2 separate regions of the Sus scrofa genome follow, and region 1 is linked to region 2. Evidence: chromatin contacts called from public HiChIP or PLAC-seq data. All regions are on one chromosome and are shown on one strand. Each heading gives the region's core, a stretch centred on a gene start, on an enhancer-like site or on the middle of the called end of the contact. The rest is flanking DNA. Distances are from core to core; before and after follow the strand shown. Region 1 holds the start of RPRM (protein reprimo). Region 2 has its middle 240 kb from the start of RPRM.

Region 1 (5,250 bases), core at 1,462-3,961, 240 kb after region 2:
AAAACACTTAAATGTTGCATTTATTAGGTAAATGTTAAAAAAAAAAAGTCAAAACGGTGTCACGAATGTCAAGAGCACTTTTGTGGCGTAAACCGTGCAGTCACGAGCTATGAGTTCTATTCTGGGTCTTTGCCTGGGGGCCAACAGGAGTGCCAGCCCCCGCAAAAGACCTAGTGGGAAATGTGATAAAAGAAACAACTCACCGTGTTCACATTCGCAGGCTACCCCTCCCCCACCCCTTCTCCCAACACAAAACTCTAACCCGCAGGCAGGCAAACGGGCCACTAGGGCAGAAAAAAATACTTATCAAATATTTGTATTCAAGCAAACAAACACAAAATCCCTTAAAACAGCACGTTACAATCAATCAAAAGTATTTATCGCCTCTCCTGCCAGGGCTGGGAGGAGCGCGAGGGAATGGGCGCGAACCCGGACACGGATTTGTGTGTCCGCATTAGTTCTGTTGAGTGGCGTATATGGGTCAGTTTTCCGGTCACCAGGCAATCGGTGCCGCTGGTGTCTCCATGCCCGCCCTCTCCACCTGCCCCCAGAGCTTGGCCCACCTGCGGGTGGAAAGAGGCCTCGGCCGGGTTGGTCTCCCCGCATCCCGCGCTAGCGGCAGCTTCCAAAGTTCTGCGCCCTAATCGCTTTCTTTTTGACACTTGCTGCTGAGTCCAGTCAGGGCTCTCTCCTCCAGCCAGGCCTGGGGACTTTGGGAGGGCGAGCGAGAAACGTGTTGCTTCATTCCGAAAGGCAGAAGTCAACAGAAATAATTGACTCCCGACAGGTTTTCTTCTCCTAGTCTCGGATGGTGAGGGGGCGCGGCCGGGCTGGAGAAGTGGGGCGGCTGCCGCGGGGGTCGGGGACCGGTCAGTAGGGCCCCACGACCACTGCCTCCACCTCCTTAGACGGTCTCCGGTCCTTCACCAGGAAGTTGATCATGCCCTCGGACTTGATGAGGAGGTTGCAGCCAAGGAAGAAGATGCCAAAGACCACGGTGAGCGAGAGCACGCACATGACGGCGATCTGCACCACTCGCATGATGTACAGGCTGCGCTCGTCCGGGCCGCCCTCCGCGAAGCCGTCGTCGGTCACCACGGACGCCTGGGTGCAGCAGCGCACCGCGCGCTCCAGCGCCTCGCTGCTGTTGGCCAGGAACAGACCTGCCACATCAGTCTGGTTGCCCAGGGCTGGATTCATCGCGGGAGCGGGCGGGCGCCCGGGGAGGCGCGGGTCCGAGGGGTGGGAAGGCGGTGGCGCGGAAGAAACAGGTGAGCTGAGCGCTCACTTGCCGACTTGCGGGCGCGGGGGTTGTTCGCCCTCTCCTTTCCAAAGTCTCCGAGCCGTGGGAGTTCCCCCGGAGCCTTTGCGACGCGCGCCGCAGCCTGGCTAGTCTGAGCGGTCCGATCCTGCCCGGGAGACGCTCCTTCCCGGAGATGGCTCGACTGGGGGCTGTTGGAACTTGGCGGGGCTGGGCCAGCGGGGCCGTGGGAGGTGCGGACCGCGGCGGCAAGGCGGCTGCTCTGAGTGAACAGCGGCCCCTTCCGGCCGCGCCGCCGCTGTGCGCCCGCCGCGGTTGGACTGTAGGAGAAGCAAAGGGGTAAACCTCTTCTTGTAGCTTTCCTGCTTCGCTTCTGGTCCAGCTCCAAAGGCTAGGCTGAAGTCTCTGTAATTTTCTGGCTTGAAGGATGATTGAAGTTTCGGGTGGGGGAAGAGTTGCGACTGGCCGAAAGTTTCCTAAGAACTGGGTCACACCAGCTCAGCATGTCCTTTGCCTCCCGCCTCTCTCACCTCCGGGAGGTGGAAAGTAGCAATGAGTCGCAGATGCCAGATGCTGCTGGCAAATGCACGGACCCGCCGCCTGTGCCTGACTTTGTCTCGCTTGCGACAGATTTCTAGTGTAGTAGGGGTGTATTTTTTTAAAAAGCAACGATTTTAGGAAGAAAGAAAAGCAGGGAGGGAAGGAAGACGGGAAAGAAGAAAGGAAGAAAGGGAGGGAGAGAAGAAGCAATTGGAAGAGTAAGGCCGTTTTTATAGTGACTTTTGAGGGAAAGGAAAGGGAGTTAGGGGAAGGAAAGGTTCTTAGGTGGCCTTTGTGTAGAAGCGGTTGGCAGAAATAGGGTCACCTCTCTGGTAAGGGAGGGGGGAAGTGGACAGAATGGCCACCCTTGTAATCTTAATTGCCAATGAGTTTTTGGATGTACTTCCAGTGTTTTGCTCTGTTGGCAGTAAATCACTTGTTTAAGGGAATTGCTCATCAACATCCATTACTTAGAATACTGGCCAGCTGCTGGAAGCCCTCCCCATTTTCCGTAAGCTAATGTATTTCACCTTAGTCATTTAAACAAAATTGCAGATGTTCTAGGGGTCTGATTGAGGCTTCAGCCCATTGTGATTTTGCTTCTGGTTTCAGTGAAATGTTACAAACCTGTTAGCTTGTTTCTTGAGTTCTAGAAGAATACTTTAGAGTTTTTAAAATTTTTTTTCTACTTTTTTTCTTCTTCTTTCCCTTCCTTTTTCTTTCAAGTGTGGCAGCTGGAAATTTGAAGTAATTTGAAGTCTAGTCCAAACTTTTGATAGAATACCTTTATTATATTTCTATTAAAACAAAGTAGCTGCCTTGCCATTTTCAACCCTTTTTCTGAATTCTGTTATATTCTCTTGTTAAACGCTCTGATTTTTGTCTCCCCAAACATAATTAACTCCATTTTCACAGGTTTCAGTGTGTTTTTGTACTACTTTGTGAGCACAATAGAGTGAACTGCATTTTAGCAGAGAGTTTTCAACTTTTGGATGTTAATTTTTATGTCAGCTCTATTAAGTTTAGACCCTTCTAAATAGCTTTTTTAATTTTTTTTTTAATTTTGGGGGGGTGTTTAATAGCTCAAGACCCAGGCTTCTGGGCCTCATCCACAATTCACCTGGGTTATTGTTCTAGTTTCCCATGGTTATAATTGTCTTGAAGAATGCTTCTTTCCCGACAGTTGCTTCTTTGGATAAATTTATTATTTATTGATTAAAAAAAACTTATTTAAATATCACTCTATCGTCAGCCTTAGTTCATATGGGTGATACCTAACAGTAAAACAATACCTATGTGAGAAAATCATAGAATAATTTAAGATAATATAAGGCAATACTAAAATGAATGGTAGAGGCAAGTAGTAGGAGTTTGGAAAAGCAAAAGATGGAGAATAGAGGTCAACTTTAAGGGATATTAGCTTGTACAGGATTGTGTGTTTAATACAAGTTGGATATGGATGAGTAGAAAGAATACTCCCTTTTTATGTGACAGAAACAAGTAGAATTATAGTATATTTGTCAGGTCCAGTTACGAAAAGTTCCTAAGACTGCTAATTGAATCATTTCAGAATCTGAGCATATTTATTGATATTAACAATATTAATGTTTTAGTCAGAAGTCAGTGTAAACATGAGCAAAATTTGAAGTCCAGTGGAGGTTCTGTAATGTTAAACCTCTAGATTTGAGAAATACATTCTTAAAAGAAATTAGGTAATACTCTGACTTCATTTTCTTTCAGCTTTAACCACTAACAGCCACAAAATTATAGATAAGATAATGGTTATTCCCATCAGCTAGTTCATATCTCTGGGGAAGTGGTTTTGTTTCCTTGAGCCCTCTGCCCCAACCAGCCTGATTTTGTTGAATAAAATTTCTCAGAGTATTTAGATGGACATTAACTATAAAGTTAGTAGTACAAAACTCTCATTTATCACTCACTTATTACTGGATTTAAGGGGATTAAACTGCTAGAGCTTTTCAACAGAAATTGTCTTTCCCTTTTGTATTTTGAGGGAACATTTTTCTCTCAGCTTCACTCCTGTTATTCATCTATTTCCAAGAAAAATCTTAAGAGATGTGGCAAATAATACTCTAAAAATGTTTACGTAGAAAAACAGATGGCAATATGAAGTGGAGTAATTTACTGATAATTCACCTCAAAGAAAAGGATTTTGATACATACAACAATTCATTATTATTTTTAAATAACTACCTCTCCTACGTTATTGGAGAGAATGTTTGATTTCAACAAGTTAAATGCTCAGCATTTCACAATATACATATTACACAAGAAAGGAAACATTTTTCTGTTCTTTCCAGAAAATATATCTGTGGCATATAGTAAATTCTATAAAGATATTCCAGGGTGGAGTTCCCATTGTGGCGCAGTGGTTGACGAATCCGACTAGGAACCATGAGGTTGTGGGTTCGGTCCCTGCCCTTGCTCAGTGGGTTGACGATCCGACGTTGCCGTGAGCTGTGGTGTAGGTCGCAGATGCGGCTCGGATCCCGCGTTGCTGTGGCTCTGGTGTAGGCTGGTGTCTACAGCTCCGATTCAACCCCTAGCCTGGGAACCTCCATATGCCGCGGGAGCGGCCCAAGAAATGGCAGGGAGACAAAAAAAAAAAAAAAAAAAAAAAGATATTCCAGGGTGATATTGATGGGCCTCTGTGAGCAGTAGTCACTGGATATATAGTTTGAATAGTCTTGGTGTAGAACCAGACAATTTCCATATCAAAAGCCTTTTCCTTGATTCTGTTTCTATGTGTATTGTGAAAATAGTAAGTGGACATTTTGAAGAAGAGAATATCAGACATATAAAGGATAAGATTTTTTTCTTTTTTTCTCTTCTTTTTGAACGTGCTCGGGGTGGTGGCTAGGGACCAAACCCATATCAAAGCCATAGCCAGAGCCACAGGGGTGACAACACCAGATCCTTAACCTGCTGAGTCATGAGAAAACTCCAGGGCAAGGTTTTTTTAAAAAATAAATTACACTAGTGGGTCTTACTTGGCTCAGCAGGTAAGGGATCCAATATTGTCACTGCAGTGGCTCAGGTGGCTTCTGTGGCACGGGTTCCATCCCTGGCTTGGGAACTTCCACATGTCACAAGCGTGGCTAAATAAATAAATAAATAAATAAATTACCCTATATTATACAATGTAAGTAAGAGTAAGCCTCATATTCATTCATAAAGGCAGGCTGGGTACCTAGAACACAAAAAGAGAGCCAAAATGAGCCATATAGGTCATTGAACCACCATGATAGATATTATGAAAGCCAAAACCCTAAACTCATATATTTTCACTCTGATCTCTCAAATTCTCTTAAATGTATGCATTTTTTACTTCTCACATAGTTTTTTTTTTTTCTTTTTTCTTTTTAAGGCCTCACCCATGGCATGTGGAAGTTCCCAGGCTAGGGGTCAAATGGGAGCTGCAGCTGCTG
Region 2 (5,076 bases), core at 261-2,760:
AATAAGCACATTAAAAGAGGCTGGCCAGCTGTTTTATCCTGAGAGGAGCAGGCCTATCTTATTTTGTTTTTACAGATGGGGCATATGAGGTCAACTCTGTTTTCTGAAGGAGAGCTATTACTAAATCTTGGTAACTGACACCCTGCCCTTGTTAGCTATCCTAAAGCCTGTAACAAGAAACTCTCCAAAATTTTCCTGATAAGGAATGACCTTTGATTTCTTTGTAATCTGATGACTGTCCTTTTAATTATAAAATGCTGGTAGTGCAAAGGACTGATGCAGAGGAACAATTTTTCCCCAGGGAAGCATCATAAATTGTATGTGACAGTGGTTGTGACTATATAGCCAGGCAAAACATGGAGTTCTACTGATCATATCAGGGATTTCTGTTGGGAAAATCTTTATTAAGGAAGACCTTTATTCCTCAGCACTTTCTTCTATTAATTCCATCTAGCATTTAATGACCTCTAGAGTAGGGGCACCTAGAGCTGGACCTTTGATTTGAGATACCCTCTATTCCATGTTTCTGTCTACTATAGCCTTTTATACATTGTGAACACATCCTCTTTCAGCACATGTGACTCCAGCAGAAGTAAACTTGGATTACATCCTCCTTAAACACTAGTAGATGTTGAATGAAGATGTATGATAGATACATTTAGAAGAAAAGGAAACTGGTATTTTGGGAGGACAATGAATGGGTTAGATTTTTCATTTTTCCTTCAAAATGACTGCTACCATCAGAAACCTCAGTGTTTCTGATTCTGCTAATAGATTAGTTATATGTCATTTTCCCCTGTTTTACAGTTACATAGACAACTTAGCATTGAAATATGAATACTAGCCTAACACCATTATGCAACCCCCCACTTAAAAATTTAGAAATTTAGAGATTTCCACTGTGGCACAGTAGGTTAAGAATCCAGCTCTTGTGGCTTGGGTTACTGCAGAGGTACATGTTCTATCCCTGGTTCGGACATTGGGTTAAAGCCAACATTGCCACAGCTGCAGTGTAAATCGTAAATGTGGCTCTGGTTCAGTCCCTGGCATGCCATGGGTGCAGTCATAAAAAAATTTACTCACTTAATAATTACCAATCCTGATGCTATCACTGTTTTAGAAACTGATCCTAGGTAGGGGCTCAGGGCATGATGAAGCTGTTAGAAGATGAAGACCTAAAAATGCTTCTCTCTCCTTTCTCTTTGTATGGAGGTAAAAACTTTTTGGTTTTTCTTTTCTTTTTTTTAAGTTTTATTGAAGTATAGTTGATTTACAATGTTGTGATAGTTTCTGCTGTACCACAAAGTGATTCAGTTATACATGTACAGACATCCATTTTTTTTCAGATTCTTTTCCCATATTCCCATCACAGAATATTGGGTAGAGCTCCCCATACTGGGTTTGATAGAAAGTAAAAGTTGCATCAAATTGATAGTACAGAAGAGGCAAGACATGGCATTAGCTCTTCCATCTGGTGTTTCTTAAATAGAACAAACTATTCTTGGAGCTCTATAAAGTGCCTGCCTCATCTCACAGGAGCTGGAAATGTTTGGGCTTCTCAGTGAACTCAATAGGTGGAAGATGTGACTTGTAAAGCTAAACGAGAAAAAAAATGGAGACATACAGCATATGGAGGAAAAATGTCTAGCAAATGATTCTGTTTCTATAAAAACTCAGCAAATAGGAGGGTTTTTTTTTTTTTGGTAAACACAATTCTGTTTCCAATCTATAACCTTACTTTTAATAAAAGTCCTCTGTCTCTTTAGTAATCTTCTTAAGATTACAATTGCAATTTATCATTTGCAATGATAAACTCCCCAGTCCGCAGGGGTTTAGCACAGGATTTGGGGAGGTGAATAAAAGTAAAATTTCAAAGCTGCTATCTCTGCATGTTCCTCATAAAATCTTTGGCAGCTATTGCTGGAATAAAGCTGCCCTTCCACGCTCTTGCCTTGGCTTTGAAAGCTAGTGCATTGCCATGGACTCTGTGTAATTGGATACTCTGTAAAGTTATCTCTGGTTATTTCTCATTTTTATATCTTATAACTGTTTGTTTCATGATAAATATAAATATTATTATATTGCACATATGTTTCTGATCAGGAAGTCCTTGAACATTTTCTTGGGATCATCATCTTCTAATGCAGTTAGAAAGATGAGCTTGAAAAACTACTCCTGGATTGTGACTTGATCTGATGAGTCACATTGATAAATAGGTCGAAGAACATTAGAGTTCAAACGTAATTTGAGCAGTTACTTATATCTCTATGTATTTGTAGGAAGCCCATTTACTGTAACACAAGAAACTTTAAAATATCTCTGAATATATTCAACAAAAAATGTTCAAGGTACATGTTTTCCCAAGAATATAAACCTGTGCCGAAGGATACAGAAAATATTATAAACAGAGCTGTATAACATGTATCTGGTGTAGATTATTCAGTATCATAAAAATATCAAATAGTTCTCAGTGAATTTATAAATTAAATATAATAATTGTAATAAAAGTTCCAATGATACTTTTTATGTACCTTAATTCTAAAGTTTACTTGTAAGAGAAATTTCATTAAAATAGTTAAGAAAATGTCAAGGAGGAAAAATCTAAGAGGAAAATGCCCATTCCTCCTCTATTTATGTGGTTATTGAGAGTGACAGTAATTTTCTGGACATTTCAGGTTGTTTTAATAGCAAATCATAACTCTTTTAAAAAATTAGTCCATGCAGTACTTCATCCTAGCTCATGGTAATTCACATTTTATTGTTTTCTTTCTGGTTGAATTAATTCTATGTAAGTCAAATTGCCCTTAAAGTTTTATTCATAGGATTTTGTGAGAACATGATGTTGGTATGTTTGCCACAAAATAATGCTTCTTTTTATTATTTTACTACAAAAATCTCAAAAGCTGTGAAGTAGTATCAGTTTTAATAATAAGACAAACTAAAATTAAAGCTTAAATTATTTTTCTGGTTTTAGGTAGTCCCTGAGTGATCATGCCAGTGGCCAGAATAAATATTTTATTACAACTAAAAATGGTAAATCAGTGAGAAAATAGTCATCTAGATATAGTAAGTCTTAACGATAAGAAAATTAGTCTATTCCTACTTTCTTAACCCTATGTCAGTAACATCTTACAGAAAGACTCGAGCTGAGAAACAGAGGCAAATTTATTGTTTGATTCACACCTATGGGATGATGGGAATGAAAATAAATCTATAAACTGCTTTGGTGTTTCCATGACCTATAATTTGATAGAAGGTGTCCTGAGGAAAGCTCATGGTTTAAAACCATGTTATATTTATGAAATCTGTTGCATGAAATCTTGTTTCATCCTAGGCTGCTTCAGTGAACCATCTGAAAACAGTCCAGTTTGGTTTTAAAATACCCATTTGTAGCATTTCAAATAATGGATGCTTTACTAAACATTCTATGACAGAATCAAATCAAGCTGAGGCAGTCTGATATTCCTCTACATTAACTGAGTTTCTAATGATCACTGTGTTTACATTAACCTGTTTTGGGATATGGAAAGAACATACCATCTTGTGAAGTTCAACTTTGTGAGTGAAGTACAGCTAACAAAGTAGGATATAGAATGGGGGTTTGGGCCAGGTGGGTAAGAGGAACTGCCATGGCATAATTTTTTTCATTTATTCAAAACTAGTTATTGAGCACCTGTTTTGAGCCAGGCATCTTAGATATGGGGTGAAGTGATGAGAAAGACCAACATGGTCACTTATTCAAGGAGCTTATAATCTTATTAATTGATGGAGTAAAACATACTCAATTCCTTGTAGAGCTGAAGTAAGGTAACGTCTGTGAAGTGTGTAACACCCTGTATTTGTTCAATAAATATCAGCCTTCCCTATTGCTTTATATCCTCTTATACAGGATACCTTATTGTGTTCAGTTGTCAAGAAGATTTAGCATTCAAGCAATATTGGTTTTAGTTACCAGTTGAATGTGAGTCATAAACCTGTGAGTGATGCAGGGAAAAGGTGACAACTCAAATTTGTTTTGTAACTTGTGTGCAAATAAGAGAGGGAAGCATGTATCCATAGCAGAAAAGCAGTCATTGCAAAGGTAGACATGCCACGTATGTCACAGAATAATTCTGAGAGAATGGAAGAGAGTGGTTAAGACTTTCTCCCAGCCTAATCTACTAACTATAAATGCTGTAGATCCCCTTGTTAACAGCAGAGTGGTATCTTCTGAGGTTGGAAGTGCTGATGAGAATGAATGGGACCAAATTTCAAGTTAGTGGGTTATTTAGATCTGCCCTCAGGGTCCTCTGTCCTTTCAGAGAAGACATTATGACTTCATGGAGAAATGGAAAATGAGGTATTACGATCAGAGAATGACTGAAAGCTCTTGGAGCCAGAGGCAATGTTTGCACAGGGCAGGGTGACCAGACTAGAAGGCGAACTAGAGATATTCTAGATTAAAAAGCTGTAAAATTCTTCAGGCAGCAGGGCACAAGCAATTCCTGTCCTAGACTTATTCCAGAAATTGTTTACCAAAGACTTCAAATTCTGCTCCATTAACTTTTTGACCCTGTTCACTTCTGCCTTTCTGTATATCCTGTGTGCAGCAGGTGACAGCTCTCGACCCAGGGCTGTGTCTGTTTTACCTGGACTTGCTCTTACTCTGCCCAGTAAAAGAATCAATCTTCAGAACAATGTTAATGTCTTCCTTCATTCTTTCAACAACATTGAATTTATTGAGTACTTACTGTGTCAGACAGTCTTCTAGACAATGAGAATACATCAGTGAAGAAAACAGACAAAATTCTTGCCCTTGTGAAGACTACATTATAATGTGTGTGTGGGTGAGTAGGTGTTTGGGTAGATAGGAATACATAAACCAAATAATTTAATAATATAGTATTTAAGAAGCTGGTAAGTATTGAATAAGGGGGTTTTCGTCATGGCTCAGTGGTAATGAATCCAACTAGAATCCATGAGGATGTCGGTTTGAACCCTGGCCTAGCTCAGCGGGTTAAGGATCCGGCATTGCTGTGGAGTTTTGGTGTCGGTTGCAGACGTGGCTTGGATTCTGTGCTGCTGTGGCTGTGGCAT

The links. HiChIP or PLAC-seq counts read pairs in DNA pulled down with a chosen protein or histone mark.
Region 1: an H3K27ac HiChIP or PLAC-seq map of skeletal muscle shows a contact between it and region 2, with 5 times the contacts expected there. The contact joins the promoter of RPRM here to the enhancer-like site in region 2. A contact is called at or near these places in 6 of 47 Hi-C or Micro-C datasets (brain, embryonic fibroblasts, epiblast stem cells and 3 more) and 1 of 2 datasets of contacts at active chromatin or transcription factors (skeletal muscle).

What each region holds. Positions count from the first base shown.
Region 1 is chr15:61,140,686-61,145,935 of Sscrofa11.1, forward strand. RPRM (protein reprimo) reads right to left here and starts at 2,712. Exons shown (of 1, transcript XM_005652433.3): 1 at 2-2,712. The coding sequence starts at 1,200. The coding sequence ends at 871.
Region 2 is chr15:60,900,776-60,905,851 of Sscrofa11.1, forward strand. No RefSeq gene overlaps it. Among named protein-coding and RNA genes, the nearest start is that of RPRM, 240 kb to the right of the region's middle. Within about 2 kb of position 1,511, at least 3 of the 83 cell types and tissues checked have an H3K27ac peak or open chromatin away from gene starts, as enhancers often do. A contact at or near this core is called in skeletal muscle, where this site is marked.